Linked DNA regions of Mus musculus: region 1 is linked to region 2. A link is a contact called in public HiChIP or PLAC-seq data. All regions are on one chromosome and are shown on one strand. The core of a region is the stretch at or near the end of the contact, and the rest is flanking DNA. Distances in the headings are between cores, read along the strand shown.

What was found. HiChIP or PLAC-seq counts read pairs in DNA pulled down with a chosen protein or histone mark.
Region 1: a contact with region 2 is called in an H3K4me3 HiChIP or PLAC-seq map of bone marrow-derived macrophages, with 7 times the contacts expected there. The contact joins two enhancer-like sites.

What each region holds. Positions count from the first base shown.
Region 1 is chr6:145,777,309-145,784,607 of GRCm38.p6, reverse strand. The region is part of intron 1 of Rassf8 (Ras association (RalGDS/AF-6) domain family (N-terminal) member 8); the gene reads right to left. Among named protein-coding and RNA genes, the nearest start is that of Gm15704, 33 kb to the right of the region's middle. Within about 2 kb of position 5,042, at least 47 of the 459 cell types and tissues checked have an H3K27ac peak or open chromatin away from gene starts, as enhancers often do. A contact at or near this core is called in bone marrow-derived macrophages, where this site is marked.
Region 2 is chr6:145,271,676-145,279,192 of GRCm38.p6, reverse strand. No RefSeq gene overlaps it. Among named protein-coding and RNA genes, the nearest start is that of Gm15706, 25 kb to the right of the region's middle. Within about 2 kb of position 2,827, at least 235 of the 459 cell types and tissues checked have an H3K27ac peak or open chromatin away from gene starts, as enhancers often do. A contact at or near this core is called in bone marrow-derived macrophages, where this site is marked.

The DNA of each region.
Region 1 (7,299 bases), core at 3,793-6,292, 500 kb before region 2:
GTGGTGTTCCTGTACTGTGGTGTTCCTGTACTGTGGGTGTTCCTGCACTGTGGGTGTTCCTGTGTTGTGGTATTCCTGTACTGTGGTGTTCCTGCACTGTGGGTGTTCCTGTACTGTGGTGTTCCTGTACTGTGGGTGTTCCTGCACTGTGGGTGTTCCTGTGTTGTGGTATTCCTGTACTGTGGTGTTCCTGTACTGTGGGTGTTCCTGTACTGTGGGTGTTCCTGTACTGTGGTGTTCCTGCACTGTGGGTGTTCCTGTACTGTGTTGTTCCTGTACTGTGGGTGTTCCTGTACTGTGGGTGTTCCTGCACTGTGGGTGTTCCTGTGTAGTGGTGTTCCTGTACTGTGGGTGTTCCTGTACTGTGGGTGTTCCTGTACTGTGGTGTTCCTGCACTGTGGGTGTTCCTGTACTGTGGTGTTCCTGTACTGTGGGTATTCCTGCACTGTGGGTGTTCCTGTGTTGTGGTATTCCTGTACTGTGGTGTTCCTGTACTGTGGGTGTTCCTGTACTGTGGGTGTTCCTGTACTGTGGTGTTCCTGCACTGTGGGTGTTCCTGTACTGTGGTGTTCCTGTACTGTGGGTGTTCCTGCACTGTGGGTGTTCCTGTGTTGTGGTGTTCCTGTACTGTGGTGTTCCTGTACTGTGGGTGTTCCTGTACTGTGGGTGTTCCTGTACTGTGGTGTTCCTGCACTGTGGGTGATCCTGTACTGTGGTGTTTCTGCACTGTGGGTGTTCCTGCACTGTGGTGTTCCTGCACTGTGGTGTTCCTGCACTATGAGTGTTCCTGTACTGTGGGTGTTCCTGCACTGTGGGTGTTTCTGTACTGTGGTGTTCCTGTACTGTGGGTGTTCCTGCACTGTGGGTGTTTCTGTACTGTGGTGTTCCTGCACTGTGGGTGTTCCTGCACTATGGTGTTCCTGCACTGTGGGTGTTCCAGCCTCTGCCCCAGCTCTGGTCTTGAGTCCTGCTAAGAGCTCTCTCATGGTCATATGGGCATGCAGTTCCTTATAAGAGGTCAGGGGAGTGACTGCAGCATCTTTTTGACTACACATGGATTTTTTTTTAACTTAGAATTTTAAAATTCTGCCTATAATCTGAGTAGAGCTGCCAAAGAATTATAATGTTAATCCTAACAAGATTTTATATTTTACTTTTATTTTTGTCTTGCAGCCTTATAACCAATCACTGCTGCTTATGCAAAATTTAGTTCAAATAGCCATTTGAAAATAATTTTCAAATATATATATATTCAAATATATATATTATGATTTAAAATAATTTGATTATATATATTTATAACTAATGAAAATATTTTCCACATAGAAGTGATTTTTAAAGGCTATTAAAATGGAAATAACTTGTATTAATCCCAACTATCCACATCAGTCAAGATTTACAATAGAAAATTCTGTGTGTTCATTCTCCCTCTAGATTGAAGCAATGATTTGTCTCATTTGTTATTTTCCAAATATACTGGCTCAATTTAGCACCTCAGGATAATTCAAGAGAAAGTTAAATATAGACACCTCTACAGCCAAGCATGCCACATGTTTTATATGACCTAGTAAGCCTGACTGTTGAGCTACAAATGTCAAAATGGATGTGAGAAAGGTCCATTGATCAGGATCAGCATGAGCATGCAATACCATCGATTAGTGATGTCTGCAAGGGTAAAAGTCGCACCTAGGACATATCTGACATCGCCTGGCCCTGCTACTCATGGGCCAGGTAGCTTTCGATTAGTTTCCTTGGCTCTAGAACAGGAATAATTCTTAAATTTGTCAACACCAAATAACAATATGAATGCTTATAGCAGGGCTTATCACACAACCATCACAAGTAACCGTCCTTATTAGTTGTAATTTGCATTTCTCAGAGCTGATTACTGATTGATCGCTGAGACGTCTGGAGACGGGGTTTCTGCTTATAGGCTGCTGTGGATGCTCAGTCCTCCCAGGAAGCCACTGCTGCTGTGCACAGGAGCACACTGCACATAGCCACAGGGCCACACCACGCATTCAGCTACCATCCTGAGCGCAGAAGCATGCCATTCACTCAGATGAGAAATGATGGGTACAGAAATAAAACCGTTTTCTTCTTCTAAGAACTACTCACTGACCTACCAAACAAGGGATAAAAACTGGTAATTATACTTTGCTAAGAATTTCTGAGTCTTACTGTGAGCCTATTCAATACTGCTACATTAATGACTTATAACATATGAAACTTACTGTAGTAACAAGTGTATATCAGAAAACACTTTAAAAACTGAGATGTTGGAAAATGCTATCACACGTCATAGCCAGCAAGAATGAGCACAGCTAAAGAGAAACACATGCCTTTGTTGTTTTAAAAAATGTTTCCACAGCTAGTAAGTACCAATTCCTCCCACACTGCTAGAAAATGTCACTCCCTGAGTATGATTCTAATTAACAGGCCAGATCACAGCTCCATGCCCTATCACTGCAGTGTTTCTGAGCTGGGTCAGTGATGGGAGGCAGTGACCTGGGAGACAGGATTAACAGTCAGCAGGCTAGGTTCACAGTGTACTCTAACTGTGGGTTTGGAATGACGTGGTGGCTCATGGCTTTGTCAGCATGGCACAGACATGACTTAAAAGTTTCAGGGACTTAAATGCTGTTCCACAGGTGGTAACCAGTACAGATGGAACTAGGAACTGAGAACATGAGAGGGGCTAGGGTGCAGTCTCAGGCACACTGGGCCACAAGAACTCTGCTCCTTTACCCATCTGTGGGAGCCCAAGATGACAGCAGGCCCTGTGGAGAACATGCTCCAACCACGGGGAAACCTTCACTTTACAGTCTCCTCTTCTGGGTCCAGGAGCCGACAAGGGACAGACTGCACAGATCTTAAACTACTATGGAAAGAAATGTCACAAACTCACGATATCCAGAAGAAAACAAACCAGGATGTTCATCACAGTCCATGGCTTTTTAAAACTCAACTCATTATCACTGTGTGTAAGACACGCGTGAGCACCATTATGTCCAAGTGACACATGGATGTGCAGCCAGTTAGAGCTCCCAGACCCAGTGCTCGCTCACTCACTCATTCGCTCACTCACTCACTGCCAGCTTCAGCGCTGTGAAGGGCAGCAGGGACTGGGGCTTCTCATTTTCCGGTGCCTGGCAGCTCTTGTTACCGTGCTCACGGTGCCAGGCTCCCTCTGAGTGCTCCAAATGTGCAGGTGCATTTAATTCCCAAAAGCTCTTCTAGATAACCATCATTGCCACCTTCTCAGAGCAGATGCCCACAGTCACACTTTACTGCAAGAGAGCCAGGACTTGAATCCAGACATCCTGGAGCCAGGCATTTAGCTAACGTGCTCTACTACTCAAGAAAAGAATTAATGTGGCACCAAATTATTTAAAGAGCAGTCACTCGGCGAGATGGCTCGGTGGCTGCTGCACAGGCCTGGCAGCCTGTGTTCAATCCCCAGGGTCTATGTAAAGTTGGAAGAAAAGAATCAACTTTAAAAAGTAGTCTTTTGACCCTAAAATACTAAGTAAATAAAAAGAAGGCATTCACTAAAGGCCTACCATGCACTGAGCCTATGACAGGCACTTTAAAGATCCTAACGGGAAGTTCATGTGTTGACCTATATAACAAATGCCAACAAATGGATAGTTTACTAATAACACAAATGTAGTAAGTTCTAAAGGCTGCCAGTGCAGAACAGGCCACTGGATGCACTCTATGGTGACAACCTGCCTCCTGTTGTGGATGCTGCCTTCCCGCTATGCTGTCACATGGCAAAACAGGCAAGGCAGCTCTCTGTGGTCCATGTCATAAGAGTGCTAATTCTACCCATGACTTCTAAAAACCTAATCACTTCCGGAAGACCCTGCCTCCTGAGACCGGGGATGGATGGGGAGGGAGAGGAGTGGCGCTTACTCAGGCTGTGCAGTCAGCCTAGATTACCTGATCAGTTAACAGTCTAGATTAAAGTCTGCGTCCTGGACTCCCGAGATCCGGGGATGGAAGGCAGATAAGAAGTGGGTGTGGCAGAACAATCTATTCTTATTGAGAGTACTGCACATCAGGGAGAGGAAAAGTCTTCTAGGAAGCAGATGACTACGTTTTCTGAACCAGCTAGAGCCAGTACTCACTCTTTTCAATGGTGATGTATTCCTGTGGACACTCGGGAATAGCTAAATTGGACTAAACCAAAGCTCATTAAGCAATATTTTTAACTTGATGCTGGCTAAAGTCCATATGGTGTTGTGTAATTGAATGTAGGGTTCATGAAAATTTTGACCATAATCAAAGTCTGTGGATGCACTATGATGACAAATTAGCTTCATGTCAAATGCATGAGGGTGAGTTGTTTCTGGAAGTGCTTGCTCATGTTGTGTCATATGACTTCACTGCAGCCAAAGTTCTAAACACACAACACACACACACACATACACACACACACACACACACACACACACACACACACACAGAGCAGTGCACATGCCTCAGATGCAAGGTAGTTATAGTAAGTGTTCTCACCATGCAGAAACACTTCTCACAGAAAACAATGGCTTAGCCATAGAAAACAAAGGCCTTTCATGCTTTCTGACCACCATTTATAACATGCTTATCCTGTGTGTTGTGTTTTAAGCAGCACAGACAGCACACCCATTTCATTTACATATACATTTTCCTTAGTCTTTAATAAATGGTAAAATTACATTTATTCAAGAATCATTTAAGAAAGAACTATAGTTTCTTTTCATTAAGGTTAATTTCTGCATCTATTTTACCTTCCTTTTTAGTCACAGTGCTGTAAACTTTCTCAGGTGGTAAGAAGTCAGTAGTGAAAGCTTTAAAAGCCCAACGTTAGCTAATGAGGGAATGTGGGTATTGGATTAAGCCTGAGCAAATTAAGCCACTCTTCAACTGGTAATACGAGAGGAGATCATTAGGAAATAGAACGTTACAAGCAGGAAGTGCAGAGCCCATTCCCAGGCACAGGGAACTGGACTCTTGAAGTGGCTCCTCCCCCAGACACCCAGGCAGGACCTGTGAGGCTTGCGAACACACTCCTCTCCTGCCCCGCCTGCCTCTGCCCTTCCCTTCCTTCCCACAGAGCTGACCCAGCACAGAGGAGGGAGCCTCAGCTGCTCTAAGAACCCGCTCATGGAGAAGAGGTGATTGGCTCTACCTTCCTTCCTAATTTCTCATGAATGTCTAATTTGACTTTTGGCTAAAGTTCGTGCCTTGATGGGTGTCTGACCCAATCTTCTCCATGAAATAACAAGCCTTAGAGAGTGAAAATCTTCTAGCTCGAGGCTCATTTCTACCAAGCTTTTGTTCCTGATACTCATTCAAAACAAGTTCTTGGAGTGCAGGGTGGAGTTGCGATGCTGGTGACATCTTTCCCTAACTTGAGGCCTTGGACTGCTGCAGTAGGAAAGAAGATGAGGAAGGACGGCTCCACAGGAGAACACTACACAGAATGGAGGAAGCAGAGGGGTCTGTGAAGAAAGATGGTAACCACTCCACAGACCTTCACTCACTCCTGACACATGAAGATAGTCGGTTTTAATCCAGAAGAAAAGTCTAGAAGGAATTCTCCAGTCCCATATCATGCAATGATTTCTTCAGCATTAAATCTGAGTCTCAAAATGCCCTCAAGCAAAAACAGTTGAGCTTCTGTGTAGATGCTAACAATGTGCCACAGTGAGAAAACACAGAAGAAGGCTGCTGTGCTAGAGGGCTCAGCCTCCCTAAGACTGGAGACAGTGCTATACAGAATTGTACTTCACTGGCTATAAAAATCCCACTATGCTCTGGAGAGGATGATTCAAATGTTCTTTGGGGTGAAACAGAATAGAAATAGCAATAATTAATTACTGCTCCATTTGTCTGAAGGTGGTAGTATTTAATGATCTACAATAATTTATCTTCTATGAAATCTCCTTTGTAACAAGAGAAATATTAAGTGGTTTGCAGTGTAGTGTTTAATGTAAAGTACCTATCTGCTATTTCAAAGAATAATTTAAGATAGCAAGACTCTTTTGAGAATGAGAATTGCTAAATGTTTAATTTTAAGATTAAAGAAATTATTAACATGAAAAAAATCTCATGCACATGCATATATACAATATTAGTAAACATAAAAAGATATAAATCTAGCATGTGCATCACCAATTATAATTTTTAAAAGTATAGGAAGCTTGTGTGCAAAACTAGTGTCTCTGAGTGACATGAAGTCTCATGATTAAATGCATGTAAACGCCATGCTTAAATCTTACAAAATAATACTTCACCCATTTAGACATCAACTTACCCAAAGAACAGGCAAGCACAGAGAAAGCACATCCAACAAGAGTGTGCAAGGGAAGCCGGCAGTGAAAACCCCGATTCCTGCCTTCCAGTGTCGAGAACTGGAGTGAACTGGGGGATCTGTCTCCTGTGCGACTGGTTCTTGGGACTGCTTGTCAGAGTTTCTGTCTGTCCACAGAACACACTATGGAGCTGTACAGACAAAGCCTAAGCAGTACAGAACATGCAGAACTGTCCGCAGACAGAGCTCACTACCAGTGCAGCACTGGAGGGGACTAAGGTGTCTCGTTTTCAGAACTACACTGTTTTATGTGGTCACCCTGCAGACAGGTACGGTGAAGGAGAGGAAGAAGGCCAGGCCTAATCCACCCCACCTCCTACTGCTCAGCAGCACCCCACAGTCCCTGCTTTCTGTGCATGCTTGTGAGTCACTAGGGTTGTGCAGAGAGTGACTGTGAGTCCTGGTTTACCTACAAAAGCAATGGCTTACACTTCTTCCTACCCACTGAGTGCTCGGTCAGATCCTTTAGGATAAGAGAATGGAAGTCTTCTAGCATAAAAATATGCACAGACTGTTTCTAGAACAAGAATGAGATTTGGGTCAAAAGGTTATAATATTTTAATAAAAATAACAATAGTTCTCAGTCATTGAATTGTTTATAAACCAAGTCATATATTGTACACGCATATATAATTTAATTTTCAATGAAACTGATGTTCTTATATCCAATATGTTGAGTGGGAAGACTCAGGTCTGCCAATAAAGGGCACTTCATTTGTTAACATGAAATGTGACTTCACTCAGACTAATAATTCCATATGACAGGACAATGTTTGAAATGACAGAATGGACACTTCTTGAGAAGAGAGGGAGAGGAGAGAAAGGGAGGGAGGAAGAGAGGGAGAGAGGGGGGAAGGAGGTGAAAGTCAGGAAACAATCAAGACTGCCCTTCCTCAAGGTGTGATTTTCTTCTAATTCTCAGATCTTTGATTGGTCTG
Region 2 (7,517 bases), core at 1,578-4,077:
TCATTTTCATCTGATATTTGTTCGGGCGGCAAATGGCCCAGATCAGCAATGCAGGTGCCGTAACTCCCCAGAAATAAAGGTTTGGAAGTATATGATTGACACACACATATATAGACCTGATGGTGTGTGACTACTGTCACTGTCTCTTGGTTGCTCTAAAGAAGTAGCTGCCTGACATCTTGTAAAGACACTCAAGTAGTCCCATGAAGAAGCTCCTATGGGAGGTGACGAAGGCCATGTGCCTGCAGCTGGTGCCAATGTCACCATGTGAACGATCCACCTTAGAACCAGGTCTTCCAACTCACACGAACCCTTTGGGTGTTCCCACACCCATGAGAGAGTTGATCCGTAGCCAACTGTCTGGCCATTTCCAGTCCAGATGGTTGTGAGCTGCCATGTTGGTGCCTTGAACCAAATCCATGTCCTCTGGAAGAGCAGCAAGGTCTTTAACTGTTGATCCACTGCTACAGCTCTTGTGCTTTTCTTCTGAGTCCAGCTACACTTCCCATTCAATGAGTCACCAACCTGTGCCAGTGTCTGGCCCACTAGTGTAAGTGGCTGGTCACTGATGCAGGCTACTCCACTGATGCAGTTGACTGGTCACTGGTGGAATTGTCTGGTACAGTTCCCTGGTCCATGTGGCTGGTCACTGGTATGCATGGTTAGCCTGCTGGTCCTGATGGCAGGCAGACTGATGGAGTCCACAGATCTATGTTTTCATGACCCCAGCTTTATCTCTGGTGTGATTCTGTATACCTTCCCTGTGTCTGATTTCCTCGTCTACTAAAAAAGTAACTTAAATAAGTATAATACTTAAAATGATACAGAATTTCAGCAAGTCGTCGAATCTTGACTCCTCAAAGATTGGTTGCTGTAGTTTGAATAAGGAATTACATCACCCGTGGGCTCATAGATTTGCTTATTTGCTCCCAACAGGGAACCTTCCAAGTTTGAGAAGGTTGTGGAACTTTTAGAAGGTGAAGGGAGAGATCCCTGGGGACAGGCCTGAACTTTGTAACTGGGTCTCTCTTCTCATTCAAATTCTACTTTCTGAGTGTAGATGGAGCATAGCCAAGTGGCCTCCTGCTTCTGCCATTAAGGCTTCGCTCATGGATGTCTGCTGCTATGCCCCCCTCTCTGTGATAGGCTGTCTCCCTCCAGAAAGAGAAGGCAAAATAAACTCCTTCGGCCCTACTTGGCCCTTGTTAGTGCGACATCAGTGAGAATCACCAACACACGGGGAACAGAAAGAGATGTGTAGTCACGTCTGCGGTTTGATGTCTACTGAGCTGGGCTTTACATGATTTCATTGTTGGAAAGAATCTGAAAGGAAAACCTTATCAATCAGATAAAATTAGTGTTTTCAGACGCTCTTAAGAAAGAATACAGAGAAGGTTGGAGTGATTAATAATTACAAAATGGTAATACCTCATATTTGAAAAGCCATGAGTGCTTTTTAGGGAATTATAATTATAATCACAACTAAATTATATAGAGATAATATGTGTGGATAGCCTGTGAGGTAATGTCTCCTCCTTATCTTCTTCCTAATCCCTTGATTGTACAGCCAAAAAAAAAAAAAAAAAAAAAAAAGGCTCAAAACATTAGATTCTTACAACAAAATCAATGTCTGTAATAGATATGAATATCCTTATGACAAATCACTTATAAATGTTTCCCTGCCAAGCACTGTGCACACCCCACAGTCTGCGGCTTTATTTATGGGTGTGATGGAAGTTGCCCCTCTCAGTCAGTCTTGAAGGATTGATTAATGCATGACTGGGCATGCTTAACATTTGACAAGAGTTAACGCAAGCCTTCCTCCTGATATGCGGCCCGAGGCCTTTCTTTATACCCCACGTCAAACCTAGGACAGAGCTTCTGTCACTCACATTGTTTAAGGGAGGAAATGGCGAAATCGTATTGGCAGAATAAGCGCCTGGAGCTGGGGTTGGAGATTCTCTAATGAGAGTTTCAAAGTCTTTGTTACACTATGGAATCTTCCTCCAGCAAAGAAAAAGATATGCCTGTGCACATACGAAGTCCAGCCCAGAAAGCCTGGGCTCTGGGTGAGTAGCCGGTTTTGTGGTTTTGATCCTAGTCCTGTTTCTGCCTTCCCACTTCCTTGTAGCATCCCGAGGTGGGAAACTAAGGACGCATTTCTTGTTCGCTTCCTACTCTACTTTTTCTAAAGTCAGCAATCTTCCTTCAATGCATATACCAATACCACTCACTCTCCTAAGCAAAGACAATTCGGCCAAAGCGGCTCACTTTTGGCAGGGTTTACCAGCCAAGCTTTAGACTTTTCCATATTCGGTAGGTTCTGCAGTGATGAGGACCACTAACATACCTTAACACCAGGCTTTGTTTAGTTTCAAAATTGAATGATAAACACCGTGCAGTCTTTCAGGCTAAGTGTCTTTGGTTACAACAGTTTGTGGCTCTCCCGTGCAAAGCATCACAGTGGCTTGGTGAGATGCTCCCTAGAGGTGTGTTGCTACGTCCTTGCTGTTGTTGAGACTTGCTAATTAGTCAGGGAGGGCATGGGACCTGAAGTCTCCTGGCCTGGAATGTAGCACTCAACTTTCTTTTGTCTTGCAGAATTTGCGTAGGAAACATCCTGGGAGGGTCAACGCTGGGTAAATGCAGAAGTGGAGGGAAGGAAGACAGGAAACAGAAGCCATGAGTAAGCAAAGCCGCAAGACTGAGAGAAAGTGAGCGAAGTCAGTGGTAGTAATTAGAAAATAAGCAGGTGGAGAAAAGCAGACGCTAGAGCTGAGTCATGGGCGTGGCAAGGAGCCAAGGTCTCCCGTGACGTCACGGGAGGGGAGCTGAGTGCTGGTCAAGGGAGGGGAACGGAGGCGCCCTCGCTGGAGCTGTTCCTCACAGCTCGCCCGCCCGATGGCCAAGACAGGCTAGTGAGTTCTCCATTAGCCAGTCAACGGGCCCTTCAACTTTTACCTACTTTTTCTCACCATTCGCTTTTAAGCAAACCTGGAACAGATGATCAGGTGGTTATTTCTAATTCTTTGCACCTTCAAAGGATCAAATTAACACGATAATAGCAGAAGTCATCTGGGACAGACAAGGCACTCCACATGCTGTGTGTGGCCTTGGGGGTCCTACAAACCTCAAACCGCCAGACTGAAACTCAAATCCAAGGCCACATTGTTTTGAAGTTTCAGTTAGGTGACTTCTCTATCTAGCTTTAAAGTGCAGGGCAAGGGGAGTGGAGGTGGGGGAATTCCTTTGTTTGCTTGCTTGATTTTGCAAGAAAGTCTGCTCTTCCCCCCCCCCCCCATCCAGGTGAAGCCCCAAACTGCATAAATTTAGGTATGGAAATAAGACACCTGTTCTAAGAAATTGGAGGACTGACAGACCTCTTGGGATATGAGTTTCAGAATGTATTTTACATTGTTTTTCCAATATTTTGGACTGGGCAAAAACAAGTGAACTACTTTTTTTTTTTTTTTTGGTTTGTCCAGACAGGGTTTCTCTGTGTAGCCCTCGCTGTCCTGGAACTCACTCTGTAGACCAGGCTGGCCTCAAACTGAGAAATCCACCTGCCTCTGCCTCCCGAGTGCTGGGATTAAAGGCGTGTGCCACCACTGCCTGGTGAACTACTTTAATAATAGAAAATACTTCTTAGAGTTCAAATGGTCTCGGGGAATGCGATATCCTTATGTCTGACTCATTTTGCCTAAGTCTGTATTGTTTAATAAGAACTGATCATCGTAAAGAGGCTCACTAAGTGTTTGAACTCAGTTTCTGGTTAGTTTGTTTCTGGTTGTTTCTAGTGAAAGTGCCTTCTGACCTGAGGAAGCTCCCCAATTCCAGTTAAAAACAAAGAGATAGCAATTTGAATACTAATGAAAAAGAAACTATGTTCTTAACTTAGGTATAAAAGAAAAGGGGCCAAGGGGAAAGGGTATAAAAAGAAAAGAGTTGAGGAGAAAGGAGGGGGAGGGTAAAGTGTGGGGGCAGAAAGGAGGCCTTAAAGGACTGTAAGTTTGTGGATTCAATGGCATATGTTGTCAACAACCCACATTTCTCATAGTGAGCGTCAGCTCCTCACACTGTCACCATCAAACTACGCTTTGACTTGACTGCTGTGAGACTCCAGACTTTATAAGTCTCATCAAATTTTATTACAACAACTCCCAGTTTGTCTTACCTCTGCTCTGCTCTGTGGAGATCCATGGCTGCCTTATTCCTCATTGTCTACATGATCAGACCATCAGACCAATACCCAGCAAAGGTATTCCTACCTGTGGTCAGCCCCAGAGAATTTGCTAAAGCCTCATTAACAGTCATTGTTGGGCCTAAAGACACCGGTTCTGGAAACAGGCCCATAAACAGGGCCATCTGCATAGAGGACATGATGAGGCTGATTCGAAAATACCACCCTTTGGCATGGTTCTTGGTATACTGCTAAGATCCAAAAATGATTATCTTAAAAAATAATAATGGACAGTTCCCCATAATAATGACTCTAAGTAATTTTCAAAACTAGGAAGATTCTTTACAAATAAAAGTCAAAGAGGTGTGGGGTTTGGTTTTAGAAAAAAACAAAAAAACAAAAAACTATATGTGTCTGTGCTCATTTTTCAGCCCAGCATGAAGCATCACAGGAGACAGGGTCTTGAAAATCTTCTTTTACTCTGGTCTGATGGCTGACTCTTCTCACACGAGCGAGTCAGTTGATCTTACTCATTTCTAGGTGAATTCAGCCGGCTGGGGAGCAACCATGCCGGAGAATATGAAGCACGTGGTTCTAGTTCCTTCCAGCCTTCTAAGTGTGTCAGCTCTTTGAAATGGCTCCAATTTCACGGTGACATAGTCAGTAATTCCTAGAATAAGAACTTTCCTTTTCTAATTGGAACACAACTCTTAAGTAATCTGAGTCCTGGTGGGGTGTGGCCACTACCCAAGAGGCTGGGACAGATGACACAGAGGCTGCGAAGTCATAAAGGACTGGCCTGTCCATCCAGGAATGACAAGCAGTCTTTAAAGAAACCCAGTCACACAGCTGAGGGCAAGGCTGACATTTGTTGCGCAACAAGAATGAAGGTTTAAGAAAGTTACTCTGACAAACTCATAAAACGGCTCTGTAGATCTCATCTTGAAGATAAGGACATTGGAAGCTAAGCAGGCGAAGTCATGTGCTCAATGCCGAACACGTTCAAAGATTACTGAATGGAGTCATTTATCTAGCTGTTTTCTCTGCAGTGTGTGAGAATTGAACCCAGGGACCCATGCACAAGAATCAAGCAGTCTACCACCAAGCTACATCCTTGAGCCAGTTTCCACAGCTTTCATGTAAATGTAGAACTGAGCTAAAACATAACACTTGTTTGTAAAAAATCAAATTAAATCAGAGGCTAGGGAGAGACTCAGTGGAGACTAGAGAGATGGCTCAGAGGGGAAGAGTGAGGTTGAGTCCCCAGCGCCCACATAACAAGACAGATATATATAGCTGCGTGTATCTGTAACTCCAGAATTTCGGGGCAGAGACAAGTGGATCCTGGAGCGTGCTGCCTAGCCAGCCTAGCCAAAACGGGGAGGGAGGTTTGGGTTCAGTGAGAGACCATGTTCCAAAGCGATGGAGTAGACAACAGTGGAGGAAGACACCTGACTCTGGCCTCTGCATGTGTGCACGTGAGTACACAGACACGAAGACCCTTACACTCGGGTACAGAGATGACACACACACAAGGAATATGGAAGACAAACTCACTCTGTCTCCATCTCAGTACAAAGTACCTGTGCTTCGTGGCCTTAGCATTCTGAGGCTTGGAACCGGGAAGACTGGAACCATTGTGTAAATGTGATCGTCTGATTTTCTAGTACAGCGTGGCCTGCTTGTTCGTTGTCCCTCAGTTCAACCCAAGATAAGAGCATGCACAGTGGCCGTGTTGAATGAATGGCCAGAAGCCCCCCTTTTTCCTGGAGGTCTCTGGGGAATACAATGGGTAGATATCATCAGTTAGCTGATGAGATCTAATAACTTGCAGCTTTTTATAATCAATGTGACCAAATACCTCACAAGAGGCAATTATAGGAGGATAAGCTTCTTTGGTCTCAAATTGTGAGGGGACACAGTCCCCAGTGAAGGAGGCACGGCGGTGGGAGGGTGGGGCTGCTTGTTCACATCCGGGTGGATCAGAAAGCAGAGAGACGTGGATGCTGGGGCTCCTCTGGCTTTCTTCCTGGTATTGTCTTAGCCTGGGGATCTGCCCGTGGGTCACTGCTGCCCACATTCAGGCAAGTCGTCTCCTTTAACCCTCTGAGGAAACACCCATAGCCTCACAGACATCCCAGGTGCTCCTCATGAATGACCTGTGATTGTTAAGCCAGCCAGGTTGATGGTTGAAGTGACATCACCGATGGCCAGCTGTCGTCTTCATTCTAGTGTTCAATCAGCACGAGGCACAGAGACTAACAGTTCCAGGCCAGGGCTGGAATGTCACATGACTGAAGAACAAGGTGAGGAGCATTGATAATGAATCATCTCAACGCCTACACACCGGCCCTTTAACCTTCTCTGCCTGTACCAGCCATACTGCTAACATGCGCCACAAAAATTGCTCCTTCAAATGGATAAATACTTATTTGTACAAGACAATTCAGAAAGTCCTTACTGCACTTCTAGATTCAAGGGGGAGAGAGTCATAGGGGGACTGTGACGATTTAAAGGACAACCTGTGGGAGCCCAGACCATGGTAGGAAGACGTGATAGGTTGCTGGGCACTTCACTTGGTAGCTTTATCAAAGTGTGAACCAAAGCCAGGCTTAGATAGCCAAGGGCTAAGAGAGCTCTTCTCTTCCTCTCTGGGCTCTGCTCTAGTAGAGGCCACATCTGCTCCACTCACGGGCACACCTTAAGCTAACAGGATCTGCTCCAAGTGGGTGCTTAGTGAATAGCCATCACTTGAAAGAGCAAGCCAAGTATTCTTTAAGAATTTTATCTCTAATCACTCTAGGAATAAAAGGAAACATTGAAGAGAGAAAAGAGGGTCCCTGAACCTGTTCACTCTCCATCCCCTTTGCTCTTTATCTCTATTTCTAGAAGCCATGCATGGTTGTAAAAAGAAATTAAACTTAAGCATAAGCAGTTTTTCTGCCTTAGTGTGTATGCATGTGTGTCTGTGTGTGTACAGGCATCTGCGCCTGTGTGTATGCATGTATATGCATGTATGCGTGTGCTTGTCTGTGTATGGGCATATGAATGTGTATCTGTAAGTATAAGTTTGTGTATCTATGTGTGTATGAATGTATGTATCTGTGTATGTGTGTATGTGTCTGTAAACACCCTTGACTATGCCGTACATGACTATGACACATGTAAAAGCTGGAGCAGTGTTTGAGATGTCTTCCTCTCTCCTGCTCTGTCTCACTGGGCTGAGACAGGGTCTCTCTCGCTGAACTGGAAGCTTACCATGTGAGTTAGGCTATTTGTCCAGAGAGCCCTGTCTCTGCTACCCCAGGACAAGAGAAGTCATGGCCAACTCTTTGTC